Linked DNA regions of Macaca mulatta: region 1 is linked to region 2. A link is a contact called in public Hi-C data. All regions are on one chromosome and are shown on one strand. Each heading gives the region's core, a stretch centred on a gene start, on an enhancer-like site or on the middle of the called end of the contact. The rest is flanking DNA. Distances are from core to core; before and after follow the strand shown.

The links. Hi-C and Micro-C count contacts between places; a contact is called where the count stands out from the background.
Region 1: a contact with region 2 is called in a Hi-C map of liver, with 2.9 times the contacts expected there. The contact joins the promoter of LOC718926 here to the promoter of CCDC88A in region 2. A contact is called at or near these places in 2 of 14 Hi-C or Micro-C datasets (fetal cortex germinal zone and liver).

What each region holds. Positions count from the first base shown.
Region 1 is chr13:69,337,109-69,343,012 of T2T-MMU8v2.0, forward strand. It overlaps LOC718926 (putative prolyl-tRNA synthetase associated domain-containing protein 1), which reads right to left and starts at 2,840. Exons shown (of 3, transcript XM_028831671.2): 1 at 2,743-2,840; 2 at 1,705-2,093; 3 at 1-174. The coding sequence starts at 2,013.
Region 2 is chr13:69,199,437-69,204,681 of T2T-MMU8v2.0, forward strand. It overlaps CCDC88A (coiled-coil domain containing 88A), which reads left to right and starts at 3,639. Exons shown (of 33, transcript XM_077959562.1): 1 at 3,639-4,479; 2 at 4,576-4,676. The coding sequence starts at 4,417.

The DNA of each region.
Region 1 (5,904 bases), core at 1,590-4,089, 140 kb after region 2:
ATTTCCACTCCCAACACCTAACTGTTTGGCAAGCTCATTTAAATTAATTTGTCTATCATGAAGAACTGTCACCAGCCAATAATTCTTTTTCTTTTTGTCTTTAAGAAATAGGTTCTTACTATGTGCTCCTTTCAAATGTTGGATATGAGGCATCATTTCTTCAACTGTAAACACCTATAAAATATCACATAATAAGTTTTAAAATAAAGTAATATGCATGTTTATATATGCACACATTTATACCTATTTTGCTTGCTGGGTGAAAACAGCAAGGTTAGGGAGTGCTCATCGCCCTGAATTTGACTGTTAAAGACCCATCTTCACCCCATTACCAAATAATTACTTATAAGCCCATGCCATCTCATTTCCTCATCTCAGGACCTCAGGCAGTTTCTTTGGTCAATTTTCTATTCCAGTGTACTGGCCAAGTCCTCCTCAGCAGCTTTTTGTTATTTCTGAATTTAAGCTTTCAGTACGGAAAGTTTACAGCAGTTCTAGACTCCTATTCCTTAGCATTCCCTTATGTCCAGACCATGTGACAACCTCCATTCTACAAATATGTAACCACAAAGAAGGTGAGTGGGGAGGCAATAAGAACCCAGACTAACAACATCAGAAAAGCTGGCATACGCACACATAAAGAAGGGGGAGAATATAGGACTATATGGGAGGGAGGAAAGTCAGAGAAAATGATTATGGTTTTGATGTTGTATTTGTGAAGGTGAGGAATACCAACGTTATATTTCTCTACTCGTTGAAGATCACCATATTTAGCCATTATTAACTTAAGCCTTGGGTAAACTTCATGTCCTTGCACCACTCAAGTTACACATTCGTTCTGTGAAATATCTGCAAGTGGCCGGGCAGGTGCGGTGGCTCACGCCTGTAATCCTAGCTCTTTGGGAAGCCCAGGTGGGAGAATCACCTGAGGTCAGGAGTTCGAGACCAGCCAGGCCAACATGGTGAAACCCCGTATCTACTAAAAATGCAAAAATTAGCCAGCACGCTTGTAGTCCCAGCTATTCGGAGGCTAAGGCAGAAGAAACACTTGAACCCAGGAAGCAGAGGTTGCAGTGAGCCGAGATCGTGCCACTGCACTCCAGCCTGGGCCACAGAGAGAGATTCCGTCACAAATAAATAAATAAATGCAAGGAAGATTTCCTATCAAAACACAACAAATGTTACAATTTATGAAAATACAGGCCTGTCAGTTTTGGTAAGCACTTTTAGGGGTTGTGGTTTCTGCCATGCTGCATGCTTTGTGATCAACCCTGACCACGGTAGAAAAATATCACTCTGAACCTCAGTGTCCTGCTCTATGTATGGTGCCCGATACGTCGTACCTACTGAACACAGTGTTAACCACTTGCTTATTTTATCTACACAAAAAGTGGACAGACTGACCCAACACCCCAGACCGATTTAAGATGCACAGTCCTCCGTATGTTGTGCTAGTTCTTAACACGGAATGTAAGCAAATCACTCCCAAGAGGAAAGATTTCCTTGCAGTAACCTCATGGTCCCAAGACGTAAGTCCTCTGCTGTCCCTGCAGGGTTACCTTCGTATTTTGAGACCGGGGAAATATTCCAGGAGCGACGTTCTCACGGTACATTGACCTTGAGACACCTGATCTTAGCCCGACGGACGTGCAGCACAGCCCACCCCGCTGGGCCTGTCTCGGCGGTCACTTTTAGGGGTCTCACCTCAGGGTGCTCCACGACTTCGGTGTGGATGGCCAGGGCACCGAGCCGCTGCTCCAGCGCCGCCCGCAACTCTGCGCCCGCCATGCAGTCGCTGTCGTGGCGATGGGCGGAAAAACTGGGCACTGCTTCCCGCGGCTGCGCAGACCGGAGCCTGAGGCGGAACTGCCAGGAGGGATCTCGGCCGATGCCGGCAGCGTGGTGCTGGTGCCTGCTGGAGGCGGGTCCGCCCTGTCCGAGCGCCTCGCCCACTGGTCCCTGAACATCGTCCGCTGAGGGCACCGGCTTGCTAAGGCCTGCGGGAGCTCTCATCAGGCGCCTTGCTGCGGCGGGGCCTGCGATCTCACAGCCCTCCCTGATCCCACTTCACGTTTCCCAGATCGCCGTATCTTCTGTTGAGGGTTTGGGAGTTTTGGGGTTTTTTTTGTTTTTCGGGACGTAGCCTCGCTTTGTCACCCAGGCTGGAGTGCAGTGGCGCGATCGCGACTCACTGCAACCTCCGCCTGCCGGGCTCAAGTGATTCTCCCGCCTCAGCCTCCCAAGTAGCTGGGATTACTGGCGCCAGCAACTACGCCCGTCTAATTTTTGTACTTTTTGTAGGGACAGGGTCTCGCCTTGTTGTCCAGGTTGGTCACGAACTCCTGGGCTCAAGCGATCCTCCAACCTCCCAAAGTGTTGGGGTTACAGGCCTGAACCACCGCTTCCGGCCGCTTTTATTGTTTAAACCGCAGGTAGGCAGTGCACGGTGGCTGACGTCTGTAATAGCAACACTTTGGGAGGCTGAGGCAGGTGGATCGCTCAGAGCCCATAGTTTGAGACCCGCCTAGGCAACATGAGACCCTGTCTCTAAAAATAAATAAATAATCATTAGTCAATCACACCCACATAGTAACTCCCAGATTAGGGAGTGTGGAGGGGGCCCAGATCCACATTGTTCTAAGGCTTTTCAACTTTTATTGTAAATTATAATTTTACATTTTACCCTTTCTGACAGTTCTTATTATTGATCTAAGAATAATTGACTGTGCCACTATGACTCACCTTTTTCCAAGGTAGTTTGACTACCTCCAGGTAGTTTTAAGCTATCTTGGTGTTTTCAGCTATAAAAAGTAAAGTAGCAGTTCCTCTTCAAAGACTTTCCTTAGGAATAAATAGTAACATATCTTAGATGCAAAATTTATTCAAAGACCCGTGCTAACATTTTTAAATATCTGCTAGCCGTAATAAAGAAATCAATGTGCTTTAAGTTCTTAACTTCCACAATTTAGCCTAAATATTTGCCCTGGCATGCTTATATTGGTCCAAGCAAGCATTAGGTCATAGCGTATTCCTCTTCCCTATTTAAAAGTGTTCTTATCTTTCTCAGCATTCCATAAGTTACTTCCTCCTTCCTTTGTTCTCCTCTACCTTTGCCTCTTTTAAAAAGTTCTAAGTTGCTAGCCAATTGGGGCAAATACAGAATGTGACCTCCCTTTCCAGCCAATGGAAACTGGACACACCAGTAGAGTGGATGTGTCAGGTTATAAATGACGCTGTCACCTTTGCTGGGTGTACTCTTCTGGCAAAACTGCTGGTGAGTGTACCCTTTCTGCAGAAGTAAAAATAGCCTTACTAAATAAATTAATGTTCAAGTGCTGTTTCTTTATGGCAGCGGGGAACAAGCATTTCAAACACAGCTATCCTGGGACACACTCCCCACATGTGTGAGTCCTGGAATTCCACCTTAGGAGTTCATTTATGAATTTAGATTAAGGCTCAAATCCCAGATAACAGGTAGATATACCTAGGGACATTTAACCTTAGTGTGAATGGGTCATTTCTGGGGTGCAAACTGAACGGGGGGAGAAGGAACCCTCTTAAGACACAGTAAAATGTCTTAGTCCTTACCCGCAGCCCTGGAGGAAGCTACAAAAGAGGAGGAATTCAAAGTCAACCTCACAGTTTCACCCAAAATTGGCCTTGGATAGCACAATATTAAAATGTCTCAGTTTAACCTACCTCTTTAATTATTAAATCATGGTTTCCCTTCAAAAACTCCATCTAATTCTGTGATCTCTGATTATAGAATCAACAGGCCACACTTCCCATGGTCTACTAAATTCAGATCAACAACAAAAGCGACATATCACATTACAGAGGATTTAGAAAACAGGAAAGTGGGGAAAGATCATTCAGACTTTCATGGTGTTCATGCAATGTTATTGCCATTTTGGTGGCAATCTTTCCAGTCTTGTTTCCTTTATTCTTGCTATTTTGGCTATACATAATGATTTTTTCAGATAGTTGAAACTTCCTACATATTAAATTTTGTGTCCTGCCTTTTTATTACTTATAAGCATTTTCCTCTGTTACCACAGTGTCTTTCTTTAATATATATTGTGTAGCTGGATCATATTAGCTATTATGTTTTGTTTTTGTTTTGAGACAGGGTTGCTCTCTGTCACCCAGGCTGGAGTACAGTGGCATGATCTCCACTCACTGCAACCTCTGCCTCCCAGATTCAAGCGATTCTCCTGCCTCAGCTTCCCAAGTATCTGGGATTACAGGCGCACACCACCATGCCTGGCTAATTTTTCTATTTTTAGTAGAGATGGGGTTTCACCATGTTGGCCAGGCTGGTCTTGAACTCCTTACCTCAAGTGATCCGCCCACCTCGGCCTCCCAAAGTGCCCAGAGCCACTGAGCCCTGCTGATATTAGCCATTACTTTCAAGGGCAAAAACCGCGATTACTTTTGCACCAATCTAATAATTTTCTTAACCATTACCATATGGTGGACATCCTTGTTGTTAATGAATCATGATGTTCTAAATTGCTTTCCAAAAATTATTCTAATGTATAATTAGCAATGTATGAATTAATCTACTTTACTATATTTTTGCCCAAATTTGCAGAATATAATTTTTAATTTTCAAATTTAATAGACAAATTTTCTTTTCTTTTCTTTTCTTTTTTTTTTTTGAGATGCAGTCTCTCTCTGCCACCCATGCTGGAATGCAGTAGGGTGATCTCGGCTCACTGCAAGCTCCACCTCCCGGGTTCACGCCACCTCAGGCGAATCACCTGAGGTCAGGAGTTTGAGACCCGCCTGGCCAACATGGTGAACTCTTGTCTCTATTAAAAATACAAAAAATAGCTGGGCGTGGTGGCGCATACCCATAGTCTCTCTTCTCGGGAGGCTGAGGCAGGAGAATCGCTTGAACCAGGGAGGCAGAGGTTGCAGTGAGCCGAGATCACACCACTACACTCCATCCTGGGCGACAGATGGAGACGCTGTCAAAAAATAAAAAGGAAAGAAAGAAAAAAAAAGGAAAAAGGGAGGGAAGGAAGGAAGGAAGGAGGAAAGGAAAGAAGAAAGGAAGGGAGGAAAAAGTGAAACCTGTCTCAAAAAAAAAAAAAAAGGCAATAACTAGTTAACTGGTCATACATAATACAATTTCCTTCTTTTTTTGAGATGGAGTCTCGCTCTGTCACCCAGGCTAGAGTGCAGTGGCACAATCTCAGCTCACTACAAGTTCCGCCTCCTGGGTTCACGCCATTCTTCTGCCTAAGCCTCCCAAGTAGCTGGGATTACAGGCGCCCGCCACCACGCCCGGCAAATTTTTTATATTATTTAGTAGAGATGGGGTTTCACCGTGTTAGCCAGGATGATCTAGACCCCTGACCTCATGATCCGCCCGCCTCGGCCTCCCAAAGTGCTGGGATTACAGGCGTGAGCCACCGTACCCGGCCCCAGTTTCCTTCTAATTAAACCATAAAATAGGTAAACACATTGCTTGCCTGCCTGGGAAAACACTAGTTTCACGCAATGTGAACAAAACCTACACAGTAGACGACAACTGGGTTAAGCAGAGAAGGAGCATGTTTTTTTTCTTTTCCATTGACTTTAAAACACCCATTTAAAATTCTGTGGTTATAAGGAAGCTTTACCTTGGACAAGCACTGTTTACAGAAGACACAGCTGAGCCCCAGGCTGTGCTATAAACTCCCAATGTGTAACTCCTTAGAGCCACAATTACTGCAATTCAGGAAGCGTGCAGAAGGAGGTCAGGTGAGCAAGACCTGCCCTGAGTTGTTCTTTAAATCACACTTAATTTTCTGGGTCTACCTAGACCACTAAATTAATGAATAGAGTCATATATTCAGGGGTTTTTTCATTTGTTTTTCATTTTTTGTTTTTGTTTTGAGATGGAGTCTTGTCACC
Region 2 (5,245 bases), core at 2,389-4,888:
GCCATTTAAGGTACACAACTCAATGGCTTTTAGTGTATTCACAGAGTTGTGCAACCATCACCATGATCATTTTAGAATATTTTCATTTTCTCAAAAGAAACTTCACATCCCTAAACCATCACTCCTATTCTCCCCCAACTTCCCCAGCCCTAGGCTAATCTACTTTCTGTCTCTATAGATCTGTCTTATCTGGACATTTCACATAAATGGAATAATACAATATATTGTTCTTTATGACTTTCACTTAGCATAATGCTTTCATCCATGTTGTAGCATGTATTAGTACTTCATTATTTTGTATTGCCAGATAGTATCCTATTATATGGATATACCACATTGTATTTATTCCTTCTTCAGTCCATGGACATGTGGGTTGTTTCCACTTATTGTCTATTATAAACAACGGTGCCATTCTGCTGCTGCACTAGCTTATGAATGTGATTAGCTTTGCAAATCCGTACTTAAAAATATTTGTCACCAAGGAACCTGGTTCTGGGTGAGTCTATCACTTCCTATAGTGTAGATCAAGATAGACACGGGTAGAAGTTCATATGGGTGCTTTTGATACATGGGTTGTGTTATTCATATGCAACCTGAAGGAGAAAGCCTCAATTATAATACACAGGGGAGAGTCTTTCTCTAGTGATTTCTAAATGGGACCATGGTCCATTCTAACCGTTTAGTTTTGGATTAGAAGAGAGCTAAGCAAACAACTTACATCCTAACCAGATGGGTATGATTTTTCCAAACCCCTTTCGTGCTGGATTTAACATTCCAAGAAAGAATGCATTCAGGACACATAAACGACTACAAAGTACAAAACAAAAGTACTTTGAAGAAATCTTGAGAAATTTCTTCCTCAGTGAAATGTGGATAGGAAACTTTTGAATTTAATTTTATAGGATGTTGCAATTCAAAGACCATTAAACTGGGTATAATATACAATCCCTCTTTAACCAGACAGAGAAATTACTGGTTGTACTCTTGAGATATTATAAAGCATTTTTAAGGCTGCTGTTAAACTAGGGAATTGTGAATTGGTAGGTTTTCAAATAAGTTCCTCCAGACCTCAGTCTGGTCTAAAGTTTCCTGTTTTTACAATTAACTCCTCATGTTTCTTTGTTGAGTGTGTGTGTGTGTGTGTGTGTGTGTGTGCGCGCGCGCGTAAAACCTAAAGATAGACCAGAAAGCATCTGGGGCCATCTGGCTCTACAGGAGAATCCAGATTTCTGTGAGGGATGGGTACTAAATTGCATAAACAATACTACCTTAATGTATGACTCCTGTGCTAACTCTTCAGTCACCACTTCGAAATGCCCCTAACCTGCTGTATTTGGTATTAATACTTTTTGTTTTTTTGTCTATGAATGAAGCAGATTGATTTGTCCTAGGATAAACCCAGTATAGGCATAATTACTTCCATATTGTTTTGTCAAGCATCTGGGGGATTACAAAGAAAAGTGGATATGTCAAGCACTGGGCTGCTCCTGAAAGCAATGCTGTCTTCTTGGTGCCTACTCTCCTTCTGTCTGCATTTCATTTGCCAAATAAAGGACCACTATTAAGAAACAGTCATCAGGCCAAGAGCAGTGGCTCTCACCTGTAATCCCAGCACTTAGGGAGGTCGAGGCAGGCAGATCACTTGAAGTCAGGAGTTCAAGACCAGCCTGGCCAACATGGTGAAACCCCGTCCCTACTAAAAATACAAAAATTAGCTAGGGGGTGGTGGCGGGCACCTGTAATCCCAGTTACTCGGGAGGCTGAGGCAGGAGAATCACTTGGACCCTGGAGGCAGAGGTTGCAGTGAGCTGAGATCGTGCCACTGCACTCCAGCCTGGGTAATAGAGTGAGACTCCGTCTCAAAAAACAAAACAAATAAAAAAAGGAGTCACCAAGCCAGGCGTGGTGGCTCACACGTCTAGTCCCAACTGCTAGGGAGGCTGAGGTGAGAGGGTCACTTGAGGCCAGGAGTTTGAGGCTAGCCTGGGCAACATAGTGAGACTCCCATATCTAAAAGACTTTTTTAAAAGTCATCAAGAGCAGATGGAAAAGATTGCTAGCAATAAGGATGTCTGAAGGCTTGTGTACTGACTAGGGAAATTCAAGGTTCTACTTGTACACTACCTAGCAAAGTGCCACATGAATGCATCCTAATTTTAATTAAGATGATTTTCAAAGGGCATTCAGTTCCCTACTCCTCAAAGCAAGATCCTTTCTCCTGTAACTGAAGTAGAAAGGTTACATTTCAAGTTTTTTCATAAAGGTTCTTTATTTTGAAGGAATAATGTTAAAAACAACATTAATGACATTTATAGAACACTTACTATAAGCTGCCATTTCACTTACCCCTATTATTAGCCCTGCTTTACACGTGAAGGAACCAAAGCACAGAGAGCCTCAATAACGTGCCTAGGCTCACACAGCTGGTGCATATTGGAACTAGGCAGGAAGACTTCAGAGTCCAGGTTCCCAACTACCCAATTAAGAAATTGTGCTGTTTCTTAATTGTGTGATGACAGAGACATTTTTACTGCTAATTTAAAATATATACTCTATGTAAATATTTATGTAATGTAAACATAGCACACATTATAAAACTATATTATCTTTTCTCAAAAAAGATTGCATTCTACATGCCCATTTTACCCCAGGAAAAAAGTCTTTATTTTCCTTTTAAATGAGGAGTAACATTTGATTTTGCCAGGGAACTTAAAATTATGTCGAGGTTCCAGTCGTGCATGGCATGGAGATTTATGACAAATATGTAATCTGTTTGTCACCCAACTTGGATGACTTCCAAATGTTTCTTCTTTGTAGTTCTTGATTTTGCTTGGGATTCCCCCCCACCCCGACCCCTCAATGGCCAAATAGCAAAAAACAAAACAAAACCAAAAAACAATGTCTGAGTCACGTTTGCTCCAGTCAGGGAATACCAACGTGCTGACAGACAGCTCTGGTTTTTAAAAAATCTTACTGTATGTCACTTGCAACTCTGAAGAATATTCATGCGTTAGTGGACTGGATTTGGAAGAAAAAAAAAAGAAGCAGAAAAAACCCACCAAGTTGCGGCTCAAGTCCCTCTGCCATTTGCTGCAGTGAGTTTTCCTATTCCATTTTGCTGGGGGGAAGGCATGCTTTACAGAACACATCAAACTGTCCGAAAAAGGTTGTCTGCAACCCTCACGTTTAAAAGAGAAGGATTTCTTTCCCTTTCCTTCACATATCAAAGAAGGCACTCGGGGAGGAAATAAACCATAATTACGCATGAGCGAGCGAGGGAGCAGACAGACCCCTTGCTCTGCCTTCCCTGTCCCCGCCCCCCAAGCCTGGGCGCAAGCGAGGAGCGGGGTGTCTCCCCAGCAGCTGCAGCGAACGCGCGTCCACGCCCGCGCCCGCCGCCAGGATCTGGGCGGCGGCGGGGCTAGCCCGGGGGCGCGCTCGCTCGGGAGCGCGCTCATGCAGCGGTTTTCTTCTCCCACAATCCAGAGGCAGCTGCGCGGGAGGGGCGGGGAGTCGGCGGAAGGATATCGGCGCGGAGGAAGCTACGCGCTCCCTTTGACGGCCGTCCCCGACATTGGCGGGCGGCTCTGGCGGGCGGCGAGGGGTGGGGTGTGATGCGGCACTGCGGTTCTGAGGCCGTTACTCCGGCTTCTCCATAGAGGGCGGAGGAGGCTGGAGCGCGGCGGTGATTTTGTGCCAGGGATTCCCAGAGAAGCGCTGAAAAGGCTGGCAGGGCTTAGGAAGCTGGGGGGTTAGGGACACGCATTCAAGCCCCCACCCCCGGGAGGGGAAGGGGGCTGGAGGCAAGGCTTGAGGGCGGCGGAGGGATGGTGTCTGTTCGGGGGGAAGGGGTGAGCCCTGCCTGTTGGTGCTGAGGGGCTGCGGGCAGTGGAGGCTCCGCGGGTCGAAAGCGGCTCCATGCCCATCGGTGGGTGGAACGTGTAGAGGTCGGAACGCCGAGGTCGAGTCTGGCGGCCCCTCGGAATCCTTAACGTGGTCTCTGTCTAACGTATTTCATTTAGCCCACGTTGGGATTAATTCATTGGGAGCAGTTTCGCTGGTCTGGCTCCTCCAGGAGCTGGACAACCTTGACGGGCTTTTTGTCTTGGGCTCCAGCCCCCTTTCCCTTCCTCCTCCTCCAGATGCCTTTTCTCTGCCCCTCCTCGCCCGGTACAGACATTTCCAGCGCAGGCTGCTGCTCGTGGTGTCCGTCGTCGAAGCCACTTCTTGGGATTTCGGCTTGTTTCCCTCTGGGGTGTTTTTTGAGGAGGGAGAGTGCCCCCCTCCTCCACGATGGGATTTTCCTCCCTTGCCGAAATGGACTTTCATTGATTTATACTTACTTCCACGTTTAGTGACCAATTCCCTAGGCGTATTTTTGTGGTAGTTCCTTTTTTCAAATACATACTCTGTAAAATGGAGAACGAAATTTTTACTCCCCTTCTGGAGCAGTTCATGACCAGCCCCTTGGTCACTTGGGTAAGTGGGGTGTCCTTTATTGTATATTTTGCTGCGTTATTTGTGGCTGCAGAGATGGAGGTGGGCGTTCATGTCGTGGTGATCCTTCTGTTCTAGGTTAAAACGTTTGGACCTCTGACTGCAGGAAATGGGACCAACCTTGATGAATATGTGGCTTTGGTGGATGGGGTGTTCCTGAACCAGGTCATGCTCCAAATGTAAGTTCTTCCTTCTTTCCTAGGTAACTTGTTTTCTTTGAGAAATAGCATACGGTGAACTTTGAGACACGATGTTTTAAGCCCCTAATTTGCTTCATTGGCCAGAAAAATTCAGGTGGTTTAAGAATTAGATCTTGAAAGGAATGATAATGTTATGCGCTCAGCCCATTATCACAACCTAGTAATTCTACCTGTTAAAATTGTGAAACTTTAATTTTTCATTCTGTCAACCATGTATCGTCACTTGTCTTCAGTACTGAAATCCAAGCCACATTGTGTCTTCTTTGATAATTTGGTAAAATAAAAGAGAGAATGAGAATCTGGTTTCTTAAGATAGGAAAAAAGACTTTACTGTGAAGTTATGTGCATTTGATGCAGAAATGTTTCTTATTAACCTCTATATCTAGAAATAAGTGGCTCAAAATTTGAAACTCGTTAAGTAATAGCAGATTTCAGAAGGGAAAATTTCAAACGGTTCTGATTGGTGAGGACTCTTGCTGTAGTAAGTAATTTAAATGCCTGTAATAACTAAAGCTTGATGAGATGATTTATTGTGTGAATTATTAGGT